Linked DNA regions of Ovis aries: region 2 is linked to region 1. Evidence: chromatin contacts called from public Hi-C data. All regions are on one chromosome and are shown on one strand. The core of a region is the stretch at or near the end of the contact, and the rest is flanking DNA. Distances in the headings are between cores, read along the strand shown.

Region 1 (6,497 bases), core at 2,715-5,214:
ATTTAATTCATGTTGATGCTTGGCAGAAACCAACACAATATTGTAAAGCAATGATCCTTCAATTAATAATAAATAAAATGTAATTATAAAAATTTTGCTATTTTGTGTTATATATATAGTATATATAGAGAGATAAATGTAGACATACAGATATGATGCATGTATTATACATATATTTATTAGTGTAGTATGTATATATACATATACTATATAGGTAGACACATATATACAACCTACTTATACAAAGATATATGTGTGTGTATGAATACAAATACAAATGACACACACCCATATTCATATGTACTAAGTGCTAAGTCACTTTAGTCGTGTCCGACTCTGTGTGACCCCATAGACAGCAGCCCACCAGGCTCCCCCATCCCTGGGACTCTCCAGGCAAGAACATTGGAGTGGGTTGCCACCTCCTTCTCCAATGCATGAAAGTGAAAAGTGAAAGGGAAGTCACTCAGTCGTGTCCGACTCTTCGCGACCCCATGGACTGCAGCCTACCAGGCTCCTCCATCCATGGGATTTTCCAGGCAAGAGTACTGGAGTGGGGTGCCATTGCCTTCTCCTGATATCAATACTATAAGTACATAGAAAAGTATCCAGAAAAGGATATGACAAACTTAACAGAAGCTCTCTCTTCGGAGGGACATGTGTGATTAGGAAGAAGGGTGAGAAGGACCATGACACTTAACAGCATTACCATCCTGTTTTTATTTTTCACAGTGAAACAATTTCAACAGTAATGAAATTGTCTTTTTTTTTTTTTTTTGCCAAGTCATGCAGCATGGAGGATCTTAGTTTCCCAACGAAGGATCGAATCTGGGCCCCCTGCACTGGAAGAACGGAGTCTTAAACACTGGACCACCAGGCAAGTCCCAAGATGTCTTAAAAAAAAAACCTGCTAAAACTAGACTGAGGAGGATGGCTTTGCTTTGGCAGCCAGTGCAAAGCCTTTGTTTTTTTCTAACCTGAAGCCATGGGTGTTTGTTATGAATATAAGCATCAAATGACTATTGGATCCCAAGATTCATTGCTTTTGGTTTCAATATAAAAATCACTTTTTTTGGTTTGTATTTGAAAAATACCAAAGATTGCAATAATGTGTAACACACCACTTACAAGAATTATATTGAAAGAAGATGTCAGAACTACCTTCATTAACCTAACCAGACTTCTCTCTGAAAATAACGCTCCTAACAGTCTCCAGGGAACAGGATGGCGCAGATTCTGAGTGGAAGTCTTGTGAGGCTGTGGGGCACTCTCAGAGTCTGTCTGTCTGCTATGCATCCATGGTCCCTGGTCTCCGGAGCACACAGCCTAGAGGGGGCGTGTGAGACAGCAGTGCCCACCTACCCTGTTCCCAAACTCACATCTGTGTATTGACCACTGTGCTTGGTCCCCAGGTCCTGCGGCATCACTGACCTCCTGGGATTCTTTCCCATGCTTTTGAAGCGTATCCTTTGGAAGTTCATCTAGTTTGGTTTTCTTGGTGGGGAACTCGCTGTTCTTGTTTATCTGTAATTCTCTTCCTTTCACTCTCATTCTTGCAAGGCGGTTTCTCCAGTTACACATTCTAACTTGACCATCTACCGTTTGTAGACAGCCTCCTCTGGTCTCAAGTCTCCCATTGTTGCTGGTGAACAGCTGTTAAATTGTCCCTGTGTTAAATGCTCTGGCTTTCAATCCAGAATGAGCCCAAGATCCTCCATCGTTGGTATTCTGCCCACATTATGTGCCCAGCTGTGGCTTTCTTCTCATTTACTCTGTTTAGGATTCATGGGTTTTCTTGATTTTGTGGATTCAAGTTTTTCATCAGGCACTCTTCCTTTAAAAAGTAACTTTCTTCCATTTTCTCTGTTCTTTCCTTTGGGGACTCAAATTTGCTGTAGTGAGACCTTTTCATTATATTCTGTTTCTTCTCTCTTTCTACCTCTTTCCTACTCTCCTCATCAGTATAAGCACGATAACCATCTGTCTTACTGTTACATTCTAAAGAATTTTCTGGAATATTTCTCCAGTGCATTGTCTCTTCAGCTGGGTCTAATCTGTAATTTAACTCATCAATTGAGTTTTAAATTTCAATAATTATATTGTTCATTTTTACAAGGCTAAATGAATTCTCTGGAAAAGAGGGGCATTCCTCAGGGATGTCAGCAGAGGTGAGAACAGGGTCACAAGAAAGGGAGAGGAGTCCTGGGTCAGAGGGGTGGGGGTGCTGTCCAAGCCCATTCTTTATTAGATAAGACCTGCTGCCAATTTCATGGATGCCTAGTGTGTGAGAGCATCCAGGGGTGCCAGGCGGGAGGGGACCAGGAAGACCCAGCCTAGGGTGTGTGGATTTGAACCTCCCCATTTTTAACCCAAGGTCTCAAAAGACTTCGCGATTCTGGTCCATTGGACTGTCAAGTTAATGCAGGTAATCTTGGAAACAGTGGTAACAAGACAGAACTGGAACAAGCTTCTGGCTCTTATGGGCTTCCCTTGTGGCTCAGCTGGTAAAGAATCCGCCTGCAATGTGGAAGACCTGGCTTCGACCCCTGGGTTGGGAAGATCCCCTGGAGAAGGGAAAGAAAGGCTACCCGCTCCAGTATTCTGGCCTGGAAAATTCCATGGACTGTACAGTCCATGGGGGTCACAAAGAGTCAGACACGACTGAGTGACTTTCACTTTGGCTAATTATAGACCACTGCAAAGTGTGACCCTCTTGGCTTGGCTTTTGTTGAATTTGAAGATCCTGGAGGTGCAGATGATGCTGTCTGAGAGCTAGACAGAACACTGTGGCTGCCAAGGAAGAGCGGAGCTCTCAAATGGTGAAAAGAGAAGCAGAAATCATGGCCCACCTCCTTCTTGGGGTTGTTGCCCTCCAGATGATTACGGGAGGAGTCCTTCATCTCCATGCACATCTCCAAGATGGAGATGCTTCTTCTGCAGCCAGAGCAGGTCCCTTTCTAGAGACAGAAGAGAGAGATCACTGTCTCAGGAGAGAAATCACAAGCTGTCTGGTTCTTTCTAGATCTTTCTAGACCTAGCAGGTCTAGGTCAAATGAAAGGAAATAGACCTCTGAAGTCCAGAAAGGCACACAGCTAGTTAGGGGCAGAGCCAGGATTGAAACATAGATCTTCTTATTTCTTGGTTAGGGCCTAGCATTTGGTCAGGACCACCCAAGAGGGAAGGGATTAGATACTGAAGACTGAGATGGATTCTGGTCCGTGTCATCCAAAATAAACTACAATGAAGTATAGAGAGACCTAACAAAGATCAGTTGTTCTTCCATGACTACTTTGACGTATTTATTGAAAAAGTATACACTGATAACCCACCTGAATCCTCTTTTTGTTTCCCCTTTTGGTGTCCCTGCTTTGTGGTACACGAAGCATACTTTCAAACTAGGCTACTAGGAATTGCAGGCTGAAAAGGGAGCCACAGCTTTGCCTGCACTGGAGCAGAGAGGACGGTCTTGAATGCAGCTGGAAGCCAGGGAGCGGTGGGGGGCTCCTGGAGACCCGCAGCTCCTCCCAGTCGCTGATTCCGGGAAGAGCGGCTGGAAGGCAGATGCTTGAGGAGGTTAACTTTGGGGCACCGTCGCCACCTGGTGGCGTAGCCTGGTTATTGCCGCGATCGCGCCTACAAGCCCAGAGAAAGGAGAGAACAAAGGAAATGTGGGCGGAGGCGCCAGGCTGGGGGATTTGACTTTGCCGCAAGAATTGCTGAACCCCCTTGTCCATCCCTGGAAGGTGCTAGCCTCCGAAGAGCTGATCTCTTGGTTCTCAGAGTGTGCAAACAGGGAGCCCTGGGCCTTACACGACTTCCAGGCGTCATCACATGGAAATTAGAAAGACCACAGTCTTGAGGTCTTAGAATCACCAAGGTAATCCCCACCCCCCATCCCTGCCGCTAGGTCACTGCCCGAGATCACCCAGCTCCAGTAGCTGTTCCCGCCTCCGCCTCCGCCCCCGCCCAATGTGGGCAGCCTTTGTTCACCAAAGTCTCAGCGACATTCCGGCCCCAGGCGGCGGAGTTTACATCTCTGTGGCCCTCCCTTGGGGGCACTGGGCCTTCGGACCCACGCCCTCTCCCCCCCTCTCCCCGCTGGAGCTGACCTCCCTCCCGCCTCCTGCTCCCCTTCTCTCGGGTCTCCGCCGCCACAGAGACCTCTGTCCTACACCAGTCCTTTCAACTGCCGTTTGCACATCTGGGACAAGTTGCTGTCCCCAGTGTGGATACTTCTCCGGGGCAATCCCCTCGCGTTCACCCCCTGACCACCCAGAATCTGTACAGTCCACTGTCTTAACCCGCCCTGTCCACGTAGGCGGTGCTCAGCACTGCTGTTTCCTCGTACATTTTCTTTCGAAATAACATCATACTTCGAGAAAAGTCGCAAAAATAGTACAAAGAAGTCCCTTACCCGCTTTGGTGGTGATTAAGTCTCTAAGTCATGTCCGACTCTTGGGACCCCATGGACTGTAGCCCATCAGGCTCCTCTGTCCTTGGGATTTTCCAGGCAAGAATGCTGAAATGTGTTGACATTTCCTTCGCCAGGGGATATTCCGGACCCAGGAATCGAACCCGGGTCTCCTGCATTGCAGGCGGATTCCTGCATTGCAGGCAGATTCTTTACCGACTGTGGAGGTACCACTGAGCTGCAGGAGAAGCCCTACCCTCCTTACTGAGAGTTATTTATTTTTAACATTTGCCCCATTTGCTTTCTTATCCTTTGTTTCCATCACACACACACACACACACTCTTAGTTAGAGTTTATTAAACCATCTGGAAGTAGGTTACATCATAGTCCTTAACCTTCAGTGTCATTTCCTAAAAATAAGGATATCCTTATATAATTATAAAATTCAGAAAATGTAACATTGAGACAATATTTTAACCTAATTAATACTGTGTATTTCAGCTTGGATAATTGTCCCCAAAATGTCCTGTCTAGCACTTTTTGTTTCTGTTTTGTCCCAGACTCAATTCAGGTTCACATATTTCATTTACTTGTCATGTCTCGAGTCTCCTTAATCTGAAAAGTTAGCCTCTATTGTGTGTGACACTGATATTTATGAGGGATACAGGTCAGTAATTTTATAAAGTTCCTCAGTGCACATACTTCCTTTCCTCCTGTATTTTTTGCTCTAAGTGCCAAAGGTCTTCCCAGTGACCTTTGTGAAAGGCACTCAGTCGGTCTCTTACCCCATGGAATAGTCCATGGAATTCTCCAGGTCAGAATACTGGAGTGGGTAGCTGTTTCCTTCTCCAGGGGATCTTCCTGACCCAGGAATTGAACCGGGGTCTCTTGCATTGCAGGCGGATTCTTTACCAGCTGAGCCACCAGGGAGGCCCAAGGTGATGCTAGTGGTAAAGAACCCACCTGCCAGAGCAGGCAGACCTGAGACACGGGTTTGATCCCTGGGTTGGGAAGGCCCCCTGGAGGAGGGCGTGGCAACCCACTCCAGGATTCTTGCCTGGGAAATCCCATGGACAGAGGAGCCTGGCGGGCTACAGTGCATAGGGTTGCGGAGTCGCACACATGCCAAGGGTCTACCCAGTTCCTCAGTTTAGGAGTGAGGGCCCCCCCTCCCCCGCCAGCCTCACCAGATCCTCACGCCTACTGCCCTTCTCTCCAGTGCCCTTATCTCTCCTCACCAGCCAGCCAGCCTCTGCTCTGCCCTCAGCGACTGGACTGCTTCTCACAAGCTGGTTGTTTAAAGTGTTGTCCTGCAGCATCAGGAGCGCTTGTTAGAAATGCAGACTTTAGGCCCCAGCCCTACGGAGTCAGAATCCTTTTAACCTGTTCCTCTTGCGTTTCTTTGAGAAGTCCTGCTCTGACATCCCTGAAGCAGAGCCCCCAGCTCCACATTGAAGGAATGTCCCTCTTCACTGCCCCTGACCCCTAGACCTCGTTCTTGCCTCCCTACGTTCAATGAATGCATGCTGTCACCTTTGTGGCATTTAGTTATTCCTGGGATGCCCTCTCCTGAGACTTCAAGATGAGGCTTAAAGGTCACCTCTTGTATGCTTCCTATCACTCCTCTTGGGTGCCATTTCCTCTGAACCTGTCTTTTATTGTAGCTTCTGTTATACCCAAGTGTTACTCCCAAAGGCTCCTGATCTTTAAGTGACTATTCCATTCATTAGTCAGTGAGCTTTCTGAAGGCGAACCTGCATCGTATCCACCTCCTTATCTCCAGGGCCTGGCACAATTCGAATGTCTGTTGAATGAGCACATAATAGAAACAGCTCTTTGTGGGTTTCCCTGGTGGCCCAGTGGCTTAGAATCCGCTTTGACAATGCAGGGCACGCGGGTTTGATCCCGGGCCCAGGAAGACCCCACGTTTCTAGGTAACTAAGCCCACGCATCGCAGCTGTTCAGCCTAAGTGCCCTAGAGCCCATGCTCCGCAACAAGAGGCCACTGTGATGAGAAGCCCCTATCTGCCGCCCTCAAACAGCAAGAAGTACCCAGTGCAGTAAAAAACAAAACAACACAACCCAGC
Region 2 (6,497 bases), core at 1,217-3,716, 110 kb before region 1:
TGATCTGCCTCTTGAGAAATCTGTATGCAGGTCAGGAAGCAACAGTTAGAACTGGACATGGAACAACAGACTGGTTCCAAATAGGAAAAGGAGTATGTCAAGGCTATATATTGTCACCCTGCTTATTTAACTTTTATGCAGAGTACATCATGAGAAACACTGGACTGGAAGAAACACAAGCTGGAATCAAGATTGCCGGGAGAAATATCAATACCCTCTGATATGCAGATGACATCACCCTTCTGGCAGAAAGTGAAGAGAAGCTAAAAAGCCTCTTGATGAAAGTGAAAGAGGAGAACGAAAAAGTTGGCTTAATGCTCAACATTCAGAAAACGAAGATCATGGCATCCGGTCCCATCACTTCATCGGAAATAGATGGAGAAACAGTGGAAACAAGTGTCAGACTTTAGTTTTGGGGGCTCCAAAATCACTGCAGATGGTGACTGCAGCCATGAAATTAAAAGACACTTACTCCTTAGAAGAAAAGTTATGACCAACCTAGATAGGATATTCAAAAGCAGAGACATTACTTTGCCGACTAAGGTCCGTCTAGTCAAGGCTATGGTTTTTCCAGTAGTCATGTATGGATGTGAGAGTTGGACTGTGAAGAAAGCTGAGCACCGAAGAATTGATGCTTTTGAACTGTGGTGTTGGAGAAGACTCTTGAGAGTCCCTTGGACTGCAAGGAGATCCAACCAGTCCATTCTGAAGGAGATCAACACTGGGATTTCTTTGGAAGGAATGATGCTAAAGCTGAAACTCCAGTACTTTGGCCACCTCATGCAAAGAGTTGACTCACTGGAAAAGACTCTGATGCTGGGAGGGATGGGGGGCAGGAGGAGAAGGGGACGACCGAGGATGAGATGGCTGGATGGCATCACTAACTCGATGGACGTGAGTCTGAGTGAACTCCAGCAGATGGTGATGAACAGGGAGGCCTGGCGTGCTGCGATTCATGGGGTCGCAAAGAGTCGGACACGACTGAGCGACTGAACTGAACTGAAATCTCAGGTAACAGAGGAACAACTAGAGAAAAACCTAAAAGAATAAGGCAGACTAAAAAGAAAATATCAATTAACTGGAACAAGAGGAGGAAAATAAAAGGAACAAAAGATAACAGACTCTTCTTAAATACCCAGCATGCATCATGCACCATGCTAGGGTTTCACATATTGTGTTTTACTTATCAAGAGAGAGAACAAACATGAGCTAGAACATATTTCACATAAATAAATCCACACTCATACAGTAAGCTTATAAAATGTATTCTTCCTAGCTCAAGAAAGAATGCCTATTTTCCAAAATCCACCTCAGTTTAAAACACAAATTGCAAAAAGAAAATAAAATGTAGACTACAGGAAAATGCATATTACAAAATGATATCATCTTTGGCTGTAAGCATGATGAAATCTTTTTTAAATTTGATAATAGCCCATGATGGCAAAGGTGTAAGAAAAAGGGTAAGCTCATACACCGCTGGAGAAATATAAATTGAAACAAACTTTTAACAGTTTACCAAATTTTGAAATACCAGTGTAACAATTCATTTTAGGTAGGTAGTTCATGAAAAAGATATAAAAGTACACAAAATTGAACGTAACTGTTATTGTGGCATTGTTTTAAAAGTAACAAATGCCTACCAGGAGATTCACTAAGCTGTGAAATAAGATGCAGCTATTAAAAGAAATGAGGTAGCTAATATGGGAAAATTTCAGGATGCCAAATGTTGTTAAAGAAAAAAGCACATATATTAAAATATAATCAGGGACTTCCTTGGTGGTTCAGTGGTTAAGAATCTACCTTGTAATGCAGGTGACAGAGGTTCAATCCCTGGCTGGGGAACTGGATCCCACATGCCTGCGTGCTGCAATGAAAGATCCCATATGATGCAACCAAGATCTCACACACTGCAACTAAGACCCAATGCAGCCAAATGAATAAATATATATATATATATGAAATCATGTTACTTTTTAAAAAAGAAAGGCATAAAGTAAAAGCAAGTATGACATAATAACACTATGAAAAACACACATAAATAATCAGGAAAAATATGGAAAAACATATACCAAACATCACTGCTAACTGCTAAGGAATGAAGTGCAGGAAAACAGAGACAGGGGATTAAAAGGAAGACCTTCACAGATATAAACTACTGTTTTAATTGAGCACCTTAAAGAGTGGACAGATACCAGACTGAAGCACACAGGCCAGCTTCAACATGCTATCACAAGCAGTCAGAAGTAGCAGGAAAGATTGATTTTTTTAAAAGGCAATAAAAGATCTAGAAATCAAGAAGGGTACCCCCTAGCAGACCAGAAATTACAAGAAATATCCAAGTAAATGAAGCAAACAGACCACCCTGAGAAGAAACCCCCGCCCAAAGAAGGCACAGGAAGGAAAACAGCACTCCTTGGAGGTAACTCTAGCCTTGGAGACAGCCGCAGCGGTGGGACTTCAGGAAAAGCTGCCACGCCAGTCCCGACTTCCCCCATGCTCTCCCTCCCTCACCCACAACAGTCAGCTCTATGCCAAACCCCAGCGGGAAGACACTGAATGCTTTGGCACAGGAGGAAGCCTGCTCACCAGGTGGATGGTGAGACCCGGGGGCGCTGTGGGGGAGCCCCACGCTGCACCGGCAGCACCACCACACCCGCCAGAGGCAGGTGGCAGCAAACAGCCGAGTGTCACAGGGAACCTCAAGACCGAGCAACTCAGGAAAGCCACTACCAAAAAAAGACATCACAGCCAAAGAGAGCAAACGGTCACCCAGGGAAACAAGGCGGACACAACTAGACTCTTAAAAAGGAGTATGTTATTTTCCTCTTAAGGATGAAAGAAAATATCACACATCCATGAAACAAAAGCAAGCCCCTAAACAAAGTGATTATCTAATGATTAACAAATCCTTTCCAGGTTAGGGAGTTTCCAATTATTTGATTTTCCAAAATTGAAAGAGGTCATAATGAGGTTGTTGTCTGATAGGACATTAAAAATAAATTTTAATACTGAGTTATGGAATTCTTAGCATAGAACTCAAAGAACTGAATATATTGCTATAATAAAGCTTCCATTCTCACATAGGAAGCTGTGTGAATAGAGCTTTTTGGCTGTTATTATCTATGAAAACAACAGGAATAAATATTGTTAAGTCCTTTCCATAGTAGCCAAAAAAATGGTTACTCACAGATTTAGAATCTAATCAAGGAAAAATAATACAGCAAATAATCTCACTAGAAAAATACTTCCAGGGAATACCCTGGCAGTCCAGTAAATAAGACTCTGTGCTTCCACAGCAGAGGACCCAGGGTCAACCCCGGTTAGAGAACTAAGATCCCACAAGCCGAGGAGCAAAAAAAAATAATAATAAAAATAAATCCAATCAGATTCAACTATTATGGTTGGTAATAATTTGTCAAAAATTGTGACAAAGGTCACAACTGGGTACTACTAGTAATTGTGATGATACATCTCTTCTGGACCAAGTTATACTTAGGATCCTTTGGTTATAGGAACTTTTTACATCAAAATTTAAGTTTACATACTTGTTACAGAAATATGATAATTTACCCCAGAAAAAAACCTTTCAAGTTTAAAAATTTATTCCATTAGGATAAAAGTCTATGACAAATGGAATAGAAATGAGGGTTCAAGGGATCAAAAGAAAGATTTACATTTCCAATGATAAAGAACAGCTTGCTCATGCATTTTTTAAGTAAATGATAATAGGAATCAAAATGCTATATTATTTAGAAGCATTTGGATACATTTAAAGGACTGATATAACTATTATTTTATGTGGTAAAAGTGAAACATCCTGAAAATTACATACTTTCCAACAATGTAAACTTCTGCTTAAAAAATTTAGATGTCAACTTAAAAATGTACAAAGAGTACAAAATTTTTGAGAATTCCCACATGGCTATGTGACTAAAAAGTTTCAAGATTGCTACTGTAGACAAATGCAGAGTTACAAAGAATGGTTTATACATTCTAGCAGAAAAATTTCCAAGTGGCAAAGTAAACAGAGATTGAACCCATTTGTTTAAAACTTACAAATTTCTGTTTGTAATTTACATAGTAAATAATCCTAAAAGATCTACTTCTTCTTAAAAAATAAATAGATAAGTCAGAGTTAGGGGAGATTTTCACTTATTTGAATTTCAATTTTTTAAACAAAATGTTTACTGTAGACTAGTTTTTTTAATTTACAGAAAAATTGTGATGCTAGGACAGAGATTCCCATATACCTACACTCAGTTTTCCCTATAAGAAAAGATGGCCAAAAGAAGCTGGGTTGTTTCCAAAGCAAAGGCAGATTGATATCTGATGATAAAGTCATATAATGTTTGCCCGAACATTCCTGTCTACACCACACTCTGAAATGTCTACTCTAAACCACTTCTATTCTCTTCAAAACTATAGCCCTTTCCACCTCCATTTCTCAGCATTATGACCTCACCTCTTTCAAAGAAAATAGGAAGCCGAGCCAGAAGAGATTTCCTGCCCCTTCGACCACCACACACACAAACCTAAAGCATCTGCAATGGAACGCTTCTGCCCGTACCTGTGCTTCCTTCCAAAGACAAGCTTCTTCTCCTTCTAGTCTTGAAATCAGATATTATCACACCCCTCTCAAATCACACAGCTCTTTATTTGCTCTTTTCTTTTGGCACTTGACTACCTTCACTAATGAACTGTAAACTCCTTGAGGTCACAGCTTTGAGGTTCATTTTTTTCTCCTTAATAACACAGCATTCTCAACAAACAGTTGCATACAGAATCAATGAATGACTGGAATAAATGTGACTGTCTGTGTGTGTACGGGGCAGCAGCAGGGGACAATAAGGAGGGAGAAGGCAAAAGCAGCAACTCCTAAGTAAACCTTCAATTTCTAAACACAAAATTTTAGAGACTGTAAAACACTTTACTTTAGAGACTTTAAAACACTTTAATTTTCTAATTTCCTTTACAGTGAAGTTTCAGTGTTATAATCAAGGGAATAAAGCTATTAACAGAAGATTTCAAATGAGAGCAATACCAGAGCCCATGAGTCACGTGCTATTTCCTTGTTTTCAGGACCAGACATGCCATCTACACAGGGGAGGGAGGAATACTGCTGTGGCTTCACAGAGCAATCTTAACATAAAGATGCCTGAATCATATCCATAAATTTAACTGTAAGAAATAAATGCTCCTCCCAACTTACCTGGAGTCTGTGCCTAAGAATAACGTAAACGTTTTATCTCTGAGGAAAGGATCTTTTTTTTTTAAAGTACGTGAAAGATAGCTGGATTTGGAGTTTATGTCTTTGGTATCTCTGCCCTATGCAACTCTTAAGAATTTCTCAGCTACAGATAAAACATGGCAAATTAACCTCTTAGGAAGTCTCTCTGCTTTTCTTTCATACCAGGTAGGATACCATTATTATGAACTATAACTGTTAGTACTATTTTTTTTTTCTATTCCAAAAAGAAATTTAGGTAAGAAATAGAGTATATTTTCAAATCAAAGTCAGAAAACAATTTTTGCAAAAAATTATAAAGAGGGTTCAGGATCAGACACTTACACCTAAATGAAGACCTACCACTTTAGGCTGCAGACTTAGAGTAACTTGTTAGTCTGCACCTTAACATAACCCAAACCTGAATACGATGACTTTAGTTCAGCAACAGACCAAATGATCTCAGTTCAGCTTAACAAGCAATGACTGTATCCCTACATGTGCCAAGAGCAGTGACCTCGCTAACACACACCCGACGAGCTTCCCACTCGCCTCTGTCTCTGCACAGACTGTGAGACTCCGCGTAATGTCGCTGGGCGTGTGTCTCCTGCTTCCGCCATCACTTGTCTCACTTGTCATTTGACCTCTTGTTTCTTATCACTGAGCAACCTGAAGCTGCTGGTACACTATGAACTTATTCTGTGCCTCTTTGCTTTTGCTAACCGTGTCATTCTGCCAGAATATAAAAATAAACAAAATACTATCCCTATTCTAGAGTAGCTTGAGTGTGAGACAACAAATAGCTTAATTATGACTTTACAAGTGCCTTGAAAAGGGCAGGCTCAGGTACGAAAGGTACCAAGGAGAAGAAAAACAGAGGCGGGTAAGGGGCAAGTCTCGAGCAAGGATTGCAAGTCAGGAAATGTTCTTGGACAATTACAACAATCATAAAGGATTTTTTGTAGACCACCACCTTCAGCCAAAGCTTTAATTATCATCACCTCCAGATGTGTATCCCCAGCCCAGAATTATGCTCTCAATTTCAGGTTCTTTTATCTAGCTGCTACTGCTCTTGACTAGATATCTTCTCTACTATCAGATAAGCTGAAATTCTTACCTTTCCCTCAAAAGCTACTCCTTCTACAGCCTTCCCATCTCATGAAATGATAAATCACTCCTTTTGGCTGCTCAGGTCAAAGTCCTCTAGATTCATCCTTGCCAATGTAAAGGCTTGTACCTTCAAAGGAGCAGCTGAGTGAAATGGTATGGGTGA

The links. A called contact is a pair of places that touch in the nucleus more often than the background predicts.
Region 2: a Hi-C map of liver shows a contact between it and region 1, with 2.0 times the contacts expected there. The contact joins two enhancer-like sites. A contact is called at or near these places in 8 of 16 Hi-C or Micro-C datasets (hypothalamus, liver, mixed tissues and 4 more).

What each region holds. Positions count from the first base shown.
Region 1 is chr19:51,724,683-51,731,179 of ARS-UI_Ramb_v3.0, reverse strand. No RefSeq gene overlaps it. Among named protein-coding and RNA genes, the nearest start is that of CDC25A, 30 kb to the right of the region's middle. Within about 2 kb of position 3,964, at least 24 of the 54 cell types and tissues checked have an H3K27ac peak or open chromatin away from gene starts, as enhancers often do. A contact at or near this core is called in liver, where this site is marked.
Region 2 is chr19:51,836,555-51,843,051 of ARS-UI_Ramb_v3.0, reverse strand. All of the region lies in intron 2 of MAP4 (microtubule associated protein 4), which reads right to left. Among named protein-coding and RNA genes, the nearest start is that of TRNAW-CCA, 30 kb to the right of the region's middle. Within about 2 kb of position 2,466, at least 10 of the 54 cell types and tissues checked have an H3K27ac peak or open chromatin away from gene starts, as enhancers often do. A contact at or near this core is called in liver, where this site is marked.